2 separate regions of the Zea mays genome follow, and region 1 is linked to region 2. A link is a contact called in public Hi-C data. All regions are on one chromosome and are shown on one strand. Each heading gives the region's core, a stretch centred on a gene start, on an enhancer-like site or on the middle of the called end of the contact. The rest is flanking DNA. Distances are from core to core; before and after follow the strand shown. Region 1 holds the start of LOC542610 (60S ribosomal protein L26-1). Region 2 holds the start of LOC100283774 (vacuolar sorting protein 4b).

Evidence for each region. A called contact is a pair of places that touch in the nucleus more often than the background predicts.
Region 1: a Hi-C map of leaf shows a contact between it and region 2, with 4 times the contacts expected there. The contact joins the promoter of LOC542610 here to the promoter of LOC100283774 in region 2. A contact is called at or near these places in 5 of 25 Hi-C or Micro-C datasets (bundle sheath, ear, leaf and 1 more) and 1 of 3 datasets of contacts at active chromatin or transcription factors (seedling).

The regions. Positions count from the first base shown.
Region 1 is chr3:19,703,553-19,709,034 of Zm-B73-REFERENCE-NAM-5.0, forward strand. It overlaps LOC542610 (60S ribosomal protein L26-1), which reads right to left and starts at 1,276. Exons shown (of 1, transcript NM_001305880.1): 1 at 464-1,276. The coding sequence starts at 1,173. The coding sequence ends at 700.
Region 2 is chr3:19,482,084-19,487,128 of Zm-B73-REFERENCE-NAM-5.0, forward strand. It overlaps LOC100283774 (vacuolar sorting protein 4b), which reads left to right and starts at 1,262. Exons shown (of 8, transcript NM_001412581.1): 1 at 1,262-1,967. The coding sequence starts at 1,490.

The DNA of each region.
Region 1 (5,482 bases), core at 26-2,525, 220 kb after region 2:
AGCCATTGGAAACATAATTCGACGCCAACAAGTTACCTGCATAAGCATGTTTGATGTACTAGCAAACTGTAACTCGATAACAAGGAAAACAAGAACAGAACATACAAAAACTTAACATACACAACCATAGAACGTGCCAAAGGCCTTAGTTCGCCTGATCCCAATATGGCTGATGAAGTCATGAAGGTTTTTTAGGATCAAGATTAAACGACGCCCCCCCCCCCCCCCCCTCCAACCAAGGCAAACGAACAATACATGCATGCATACTGGCTGCTGATGAAAAATATCTGAAATGTGTCAAATTTAAAACGTTCAGAATAACTAGATCGGCAATTAATATAAATTGTTTCCCCACAGTTAGATAATTCGAAATACATCCTACAAACAATAATTCTAGCTAATTTAACAGACTGTAATATAAAATTAGCAAAAAAACGCTACATGCATCAGACAGGTAATAGAGTGAAGACAAATCACAGCAACCATTTAGAAGATACTACAAGGAGACATTAACCACATAATGAGATCTTCAAAGCTCAGGTCACAGACACACAGGTTCACATTATGTTCCAAAAACTCTCATCCAGGCACAGAGCAGTTTTCAAATAACATAAAACCTCTATCACATAATCATTGGTAGCAAAAACAAAAGAGATGAGGAAAAGGCGGTACGACAACCATCAGATGACCGTGAAGAGTCTAGTCGATCTCCTGGAGAGAGGCGCCGGTGGCGGCGCCACCAGCGGCGGCTGCAGCGACGTCGTCGGCAGTAAACTTGCCCTTAGCCTTGTCGGCGGCGCGGCCCCGGGCCTTGCGGTCGAGGAGAGCCTTACGGTCCTTGTCGAGCTTCAGCTTGGTGACGATCACTTTGGAGGGGTGGATGCCCACGTTCACGGTGGAGCCGTTCACCTTCTCGCGGGTGATCCGCTCGACGTGGATGACCCAGCGGCGGCGGTACACCTGCACCACCTTCCCCTCACGGCCCTTGTAGGTGCCGCGCACGACCTGCACCTCGTCGTCCTTGCGGATCGGGATGGAGCGCACGTTGTACTTGTGGCGGAGCTCCGTCGACAGCCCGGCGGACATGAGAACGCGGCGGACGGAGGACGGGGCCGTGAAGTGCGCCTTGCGGCACTTCCGGCGAGAGCTCGTGACGCGGGGATTGCGCTTCATGGCGGCGGCGGGGTGGACGCTCTTGCTTACCTGGGAGGCCGCTTCGGTGGCGGCGGCTAGGGTTTTCTGTGTGGGGGAGCGAGTGGAGGCGGCTGGTGGTAGTCGGCAGAAGGATTATATAGCTGGTGTGCTGCTAGGGTTTTGTGTAATCGCTGTGGGGACGTTCGATTCGCGTCGGACGGCGTCGATCTGTTGGATGGAATGGGTGGTTGAGTTGGGCTTTTTTTTGTTTGCTATGGGATATGGGCTATATCGATTTAGGTGACGTTTGGATAGTCACTGAGATAGAGAAATGAAAAATGGAATGAGATAGTAGAAAGGTTCTGGTTATGGATTAGGAAACCAGACCTAATTCATTATTTGTCAATAGTTAGTTAGAGTAACTCTAATAGTTTTTCTAAAAAAACTTCATAAACTCATGCTCAACAAGTTGCTAAATAGCTATTAGGAGTAAAAAATAGCTTGGTCTTCTATATTTCCTAATATTTAGATAGTAGTTCAATTTTTAATCTAGTTTTGGTGAACCAATTTAATTTAATGGAGTTACATGTGCTAGTGAAGGATCGCATCAAGATTTGTCTCTCTTGCTGCCTACCTCTCGTTAGCAACCTCGTAAGTGCCTGCAACATCACTGTATGATGCAACAAGTTTATCATATCTCGAATTTAAGGGTAAATATGGGTGCGTCTCAAATATGTGTTAAAATCAAGTCTCACACATATGATGACTCATGTGACAGAAATCAATATCACATCTTTATTATATAATAGAGGTTATGTACAAAATAAGTAAATAAATACATCATATGATGAGCACTGCTTTAAAAGAAGTTGGTCAAAATTTTATTAGCAGTTACTAAGTATAAGTGTATATCAACCCAATCAAAATTTTATTGGCATGTCGTCGATCGTCGTGGTGTAGCTGCCCACCGAGGCGGCCGTGAACACGACGGTTCTACGCGGTTGTCGAGGAGGCGAACCGGGACTTCGGGACCTTTTTCCTTCGCGGGCTCGGGCCGAGGCCTCTCTCTCTTGGCGAGAAGGCCCCGTTCGTTGTTCCGAGGCAGAGCTCTCGACCTGCTAGACTGCAGCGCACTCTAAGAGACCCCTGAATTAACCATGGATTCGACGTCCCTCGGTGGTGGATGGTTCCGGCATTGTTCGGACCAGGATTGATGTCGTAGCAAGGTTCTGGCAGGCCCTGTGAAAATGCCGAAGGGGCTTCAACCTCAGCTTCTTCCATGATGTGATGGTGGACATCGCGTGCCTTGGCGCGTGCTCCCTCGTCAAGGGCTCCACCTGCTGCTTCCCGCTCGAGAACTTGTCGAAGCTACTGCAGTCGTTGTTGCTCTTCCCCGAGCTTGGCGTGTAGCTTGTGGAGCTGCTCGAGGTGGGCTATGTGACTCCCGTCAAAGGTCTGAGCCACACCCTGCTCCCTTGGCTCCGCGACGTGCGGGGGCGTTGGCCTCCTTGGCATGCCGAGATAGTTCCCTTTGTCATGCTCCTCGTGCCCTGCACGAAAGCACTCCCGAGTCGGGTCGTAACCCTCATCGGCGGAGTTGTAGTCATTGGAGCCGTCGAAGAGGAGGTCGTCGCATGCAAATAGGAAGTGTTGCATGGCCTCAGGATCACGGAGCCCGGTAAAGTCTAGGTCACGACCCGAATCGTCTTCCTCCTTAGAGTCTAGGCACCCCAAGGGGAAGGGGAGATTAGCATACATGCTAGTGTAGGTTCTTGTGTCGAAGCTCGCTTGAAAGTGGATGGGGGTTGAATATAGAAGGTTCTCCCATGGCAAGTGTTGGAGCCAACACCTCCTGCTCCATAGGAGGAGTGGGCGAAGCCGATGCCTCCTGATCCACAGGTGGAGGAGCCGGCGAAGATGGCATCACTCGACCCATGTGGGGGAGCCGGCGGGGCCTGCGCCCATCGTGCTACAGGGGGAGCCAGTGGAGTCGGCGATGGGGGTGACGCATGTTGATGTCGATGCTTTGGGCGTGAGGCTAACGCTCGTCAGGTCACTCACAAGGGAGTCTGAAAGTCGCCTAGAGGGGGGGTGAATAGGGTGAAACTGAAATTTATAAACTTAAACACAAACTACAAGCCGGGTTAGCGTTAGAAATATAATGAGTGCGCGAGAGAGGGCGCAAAACAAATCGCAAACAAATAAAGAGTGACACGCGGATTTGTTTTACCGAGGTTCGGTTCTCGCAAACCTACTCCCCGTTGAGGTGGTCACAAAGACCGGGTCTCTTTCAACCCTTTCCCTCTCTCAAACGGTCCCTCGGACCGAGTGAGCTTTCTCTTCTCAAATCAACCGGGAATAAAACTTCCCCGCAAGGACCACCACACAATTGGTGTCTCTTGCCTTGGTTGCAATTGAGTGTTTGTTCACAAGAAAGAATGAGAAAGAAAACAAGCGATCCAAGCGCAAGAGCTCAAAGAAACACAACAAATCACTCTCCCTAGTCACTAATGCTTTTGTGGAATTTGGGAGAGGATTTGATCACTTGGGTGTGTCTTGTATTGAATGTCTAGCTCTTGTAAGTGGTTGGAAGTGTGAAAACTTGGATGTCTTGAATGAGGGGTGGTTGGGGGTATTTATAGCCCCAACCACCAAACTAGCCGTTTGGTGGGGCTGTCTGTCGCATGGTGCACCGGACAGTCCGGTGCACACCGGACATGTCCGGTGCGCCAGCCACGTCACCAAGGTCGTTGGGTTCCGACCGTTGGAGCTCTGTCTTCTGGGCCCGCCTGGATGTCCGGTGGCACACCGGACATGTACTGTAGAGTGTCTAGTGTGCCAGCGCGCGCGTGCCTGACTTCTGCGTGCTTCTGGCGCGCATTAAATGCGCCTGCAGGTGACCGTTGGCGCGAAGTAGCTGTTGCTCCGCTGGCTCACCGGACAGTCCGGTGTACACCGAACACGTCCGGTGAATTATAGCGGAGCGAATTCCCGAGGCTGGCGAGTTCCAGAGCCGCTCTTCCTTGGGGCAACGGACACTGTCTGGTGTGCACCGGACAGTCCGGTGAATTATAGCGGAGCGCCTCTGGATTTTCCCGAAGGTGAAGAGTTCAGCGTGAAGTCCCCTAGTGCACCGGACACTGTCTGGTGGTGCACCGGACACTGTCCGGTGGCACACCGGACAGTCTGGTGCGCCAGACCAGGGCACACTTCGGTTATCCCTTGCTCTCTTTGTTGAACCCAATTCTTGGTCTTTTTATTGGCTAAGTGTGAACCTTTGGCACCTGTATAACTTATACACTAGAGCAAACTAGTTAGTCCAATTATTTGTGTTGGGCAATTCAACCACCAAAATCAATTAGGAACTAGGTGTAAGCCTAATTCCCTTTCAATCTCCCCCTTTTTGGTGATTGATGCCAACACAAACCAAAGCAAGTATAGAAGTGCATTATTGAACTAGTTTGCATAATGTAAGTGCAAAGGTTGCTTAGAATTGAGCCAATATAAATACTGTATATGATGCGCATGGATTGTTTCTTCATTTCTAACATTTTGGACCACTCTTCCACCACATGTTTTGTTTTTGCAAATTCTTTTGTGAATCTTTTTCAAAGTTCTTTTGCAAATAGTCAAAGGCAAATGAATAAGATTTTGCAAAGCATTTTCAAGATTTGAAATTTTCTCCCCCTGTTTCAAATGATTTTCCTTTGACTAAACAAAACTCCCCCTAAATGAAATCCTCCTCTTAGTGTTCAAGAGGGTTTTGAGATATCAATTTTGAAATACTACTTTCTCCCCCTTTTGAACACAATAGGGTACCAATTTGAAATTTCCAATTGAAAATATTTTAAAATTAGGTGGTGGTGCGGTCCTTTTGCTTTGGGCTAATATTCTCTCCCCCTTTGACATGAATCGCCAAAAACGGAGTCATTAGAGCCCTTCGGATTACTTTCTCCCCCTTTGGTCATAAATAAATGAGTGAAGATTATACCAAGGATGGAGTCCTTCTCCCCCAAAGGATGAGATACGGAGTGGAAGCCTTTGTCTTCGCCGAAGACTCCAATTCCCTTTTAATACACCTATGACTTGGTTTGAAATAGACTTGAAAACACATTAGTCATAGCATATATAAAAGAGACATGATCAAGGTATATTAATGAGTGATGTGTGCAAATCAACACAAGAAGTTCCTAGAATCAAGAATATTTAGCTCATGCCTAAGTTTGTTAAAAGTTTGTTCATCAAGTGGCTTGGTAAAGATATCGGCTAATTGATCCTTAGTATTAATGTATGAAATCTCGATATCTCCCTTTTGTTGGTGATCCCTTAAAAAGTGATACCGAATGGC
Region 2 (5,045 bases), core at 12-2,511:
CTAGCCCTCCGAATCCCCTACATTATCCTTGCTTTCAAATAAGCTCTAAGTAAATATTTGGATCCATCAACTATTTTTTGGTCTGTGTCACATCAAATACTTGGATATTATACTATCTCCAACAAATTTTCTATTTCACTCCTTATCTCACTCACTATTTTAAACTCCTCTCTGCAAGCAATTCATCTACAATACAAAATAGTGTTATACATGCTTCATACACGACGTTGTTGGAGTTGATGAAACACTAAATATGAAACATTAAATATTAACTAATTACAAAACAAATTATAAATATGCAGAATAAACGATAAGACAAGCATATTAAGCCTAGTTCGACCCGTCCATGTGATGCTACAATAAACTTTTGCTAACTATAGACTGATTAAGCTTAACAATTTTGTCTGACTGATTAGTTTACAAATGTTTGATATTTTTGTAATTAGACTATATTTAATATTCGTAACTAATATTTAAACATTTGATATGACACAAACTAAATTATAGTCAGGAGAACCAAATAACCCTAAAGTTTAGTAGTGAGTGCCATATTAAATGGTTGAACGTTAATCATCAGTATAGTCTAATTACAAAACTAATATACAATTGAAGACTAAATGATGAGACAAATTTATTAAGTCTAATTAATTTATAATTAACAAATACTTACTGCAGCATCACATGAATGAATCATGGACTAATTAAGTTTAATAGATTTGTCTTACTGTTTAATCTTTATCTATGTAATTAGTTCTATAATTAAATTATATTTAATACTTCTATTTAGTGTTCAACATCATATCCAAACGGGTAGGGCATCTCCAACCACGCCTTAAATGCTCTATCTTAAAATATATATCTCAACTTATAAAAATAGCTCCAATAATTTTATATTTTATAAATATTTATAAAAAATATAGAACACACTATGAAGTGATCTACATATATATCACACCCTATATTAGTGTCATATCCTTGTTTTTATATCATTTTTAATATTTTATTTTCTAATAATATTGTTTACTTACTAAATTATATGATATAGGGATTAATTATTGGAGATTAATTTATTTTTAGTGCCCTAAATAATTTAAATAATACAATATTTTATTTTTGAGCACTATTTTGTAGGTGTTTTTAGAAAACCAAAAAACAGAAGGACCTAAGTCAAAATCGTCATTCGTCAACAGCTTTCTATTTTCTTCGTAATGCTAACAAACCCAATAAAAAATAAAAATCGCAGCCAAAAACACGCTTCTCCCTTCCCATCTTTTCCTTTCCCCTCCTCCCTCCTCGGCTCGTCTCTGTTCCCCTTTCCCTCCTGCGCACCCCGTCTTCTCCTCCCCGCGTCAAACCCCAGCACAAAAAGCAACCGCCCGCCGCCTCCTCGCTCCTCTCCCGAATCAGCCGTCGAGGTGCCTAATCCGGCCGATCCCCCCTCCGATCCGCGGGTGCCCGCCGCAGAGGCGGCGCCTCCGGGCCTCCCCCGATGTATAGCAACTTCAAGGAGCAGGCGATCGAGTACGTCAAGCAGGCGGTCCAGGAGGACAATGCCGGCAACTACGTCAAGGCGTTCCCTCTCTACATGAACGCGCTCGAGTACTTCAAAACCCACCTCAAGTACGAGAAGAACCCCAAGATCAAGGAGGCCATCACCGCCAAGTTCACCGAGTACCTCCGCCGCGCCGAGGAGATCCGGGCGGTCCTCGATGAGGGCGGCGCAGGGCCTGGGGCCAACGGTGGCGACGCAGCTGTCGCCACGCGCCCCAAGACCAAGGGCAAGGACGGGGACGGAGGCAACGGAGGGGATGACTCCGAGCAGTCCAAGCTGAGGGCGGGGCTCAACTCCGCCATCATCACCGAGAAGCCCAACATTAAGTGGAACGACGTTGCCGGCCTCGAGAGCGCCAAGCAGGCACTGCAGGAGGCCGTTATATTGCCCGTCAAGTTCCCGCAGTTCTTCACGGGTGAGCGACGGTACCTAAAAGCGTTATCTTTTCCCCCTTTATTAAGCTTTGATCCTGATAAAAGTTTGGCGATTGAAATTGATATGGGGTCACAAAAGGCTTTGCAGATCTTTATTATATTTATCAAATTGGATGGAGTGAGCTAGGGTTGATACAATTATCCATTGTTACTGTTAAGTAGTGAATACCATTGTTTTGGTCGATAGTGATTATTGAATATTTGGTTGATTGATAACTTCCATTTTCTAGATGATGATTTATATTGTTGGACAAGACCACTTCTAGGGACCATATGTTTGACAACTTACATGATTTTTCTTCTCAATCTTCCTCTAGAGCATCGCTGAGTGTTAAATAACATACACATAATATCAAATAAATTAACAGTACACCAAACATGAGAACAAACAACGTAAAAACATTCTACGCGATGCTACAAGAACGTGGGTTTGAGAACTACTAAATTCAGAGTTACGGTTAAAGAGGTATAGTTTTCGGAAGACATACATGATTGAATAATAAAAACTAGATTCTATGTGGATTAATGTAAATTATTTGAGAGAATATATTAAAGATATAACTAATTCAATTTTACTCTAAGTTACAACTTGAGCAGGGACCATATCCTAGTTTGGTTATAATTATGGATAGATTAAGAAAGATTAATCTACCAAAACGTAGGTTAAATAATATCTATTTATAAAAGTTATGGCACATGATCAAATAATATTGCTAGTTTGCTACTGTGTAGGCAACTTTATTACGAAACTAACGCAACTTGAACGGACCAAATCGGAGTTAAAATGAGCAAGATATGGATTTTCCTAGGTTTTGTTCATTTTTGTATTAATTTTGTGCTTAAAAATAAACTCCAGGGGCTAATACGCAAAGTCTTCATTTATTTTTATTTTCTTTACACTGAAAAATGGATTTAGGGTTAGTTTGTGAAAAGCACAGGGTCCTTTTTGCATTTTTCACGCGGCCGAAGGGGTATAGGCTCATGTGAGCCGTTGGATCCGGGTTGGACGCACGAGATTATATCAAGTCCTTTCTGAACCGGTACGCATTACTGATCGCCAGGTCTCGGATCTATGGTCAGTATTTAATGCGATGTGATCCAATATGGGCCATTCGATTCGCGCCGACGGTTTAGATCAAATCACCGAAAGGGGGGTATCCCACCATCTATTCTTAGCCCTTCATCACCGGATCAACGACCATAAACTTTCCCCCCTTCAACCCATCTTCCCCAGCGCCCAGCCACGGTGGCGCGCGCCAACCACGGCGGCGCCATTGCCGGCCTCGCCCAAACCTGTGGCCCGAGCACCAATTTCTAATCCGGACAGTGCTACACGAACTATGGAGCAAGGCGAATTGAATAAGGCGTTTCTCACCAGTGATTGGGATGCGCGGAACACTGCCCACGCCGACCCGCGGTTCGCTGGAGGCGCAGCAGCAACGACGAGCAATCCCCACGCGCCAAGCTCCTGCCTTCCCACGGCCGACCCACGACACGATCAGTGTGCACCGGGGAACCCCTTGCGGTGCCAGCCGAGGCTTGGTTGAAGGCGCGTGCGAGTAGTGACGGTGGCGGCTTCCTGCTTCCCTCCCCTCTCGTGGCGCCTCGGTGTGGTTTGCGGGAGCAGATAGACAAGGGGAACGAGGCCTTCAGGTTTTATACACTAGGGAAAACCTCATCACGACCAGGATAAACGGAGGTCGTTGTGGGGGCACCGGATTTCATGGCGACAGCGGTGAACACGGTGTCTGTTGAAACAGATCCGTGAAGAAGATGAGCGCAATAGTGAGGTTGGTGGGCGGGCCCGCGCGGCAGCGACACAGGCAGAGAGAAGGGCGTGCAGAGGCTGACAGGGCGGACCTACGTGTCAGTGACCGCCCGTGTGGTCAGGATGAGGCAGGCAGCGCGGAAGCCGCTTTGGTGAAATGGGCTGAAAATGAGTGAGCGGCCCATTCGGCTCCCCTTTTCTTTTTCCTTTTTTCTTTCTTTTCTATTTCCAAATTTAAAGATTCAAACTAAATTTTAAATTCCTGTTTTGAATTTCAGGTTTCCAAATATCCGCCATAATTCTAATATATGAATAATACTACCACTGTTTGCAATAATCTTATTTATTTTTTACTGCATTTATTTATTCATTAATATTTTAAACTACATAGTTAATGAAAGGAATATCCCACTTGTTTTAACACACATAAGAAATCTTCTTGTTATTATATATCTCGACCTGCGGGGGGTAAGACAGCCCCGGACATTGTATTAAGAAGAAGACCTTCTCACACAGGTCGAGAAAACCCTCGAACCCCTGCCCCACCCATACACAGCGGCATCGAAGCCCATGTGAGAACGAACATGACCGGGGCTGAGCCTTAGACATGTGCTTTGGCGTGGGACAGACGAGAGGATTTTTTTAACCACAGCCCGAAATTCGCTCCCACGGGGAGTTGAACCCAGGACCTGAGGAGTGCTACTCAGATCACCTAACCAACTCAGCTAGAGGACCTTTCGCTGTTATTATATATCTAAATTATATGTTTCAAAGACACAACTACTATTACATAATTTTACACAAAAGGTAGTTTTATCTCAACCTATCTAGAGAATATCTCCAATTATTTTATCCAAAAGAGAGTCTAACACATAATTCTTCTATATATAATCCAATCCAAGTATAATTTAATTTCTAAGTATCTTTTATTTTGGTCTTTTATTTAGACAATATATTCACTTTGGGACTTTTTTAATTATTAATGTTATAAATTCTAAAGTAGAATTTTAGGTGTTACAAGTGTGAACTGAAAGATGGTTCACTTCAAAATTCAAAAGGGATCAAATATGTTATTTTGAGAATATATGCATTCCTATTATTCTGCAAGTTGTGTACCAAAGGTTATGCCTCGCTATTTGATTCAAATCTAGAATTTTTTGACCTGATAAAATTTAGTTTAATTTTGAATGGTTTGTTCGTTTGTGTGTCATTTTGGCCTTTGTGCACTTTTTTTTGTTTTAACAACCAAAGCATTTCCTCGTTATCTGTTTCTTTCAGCTAGTGTTAACTA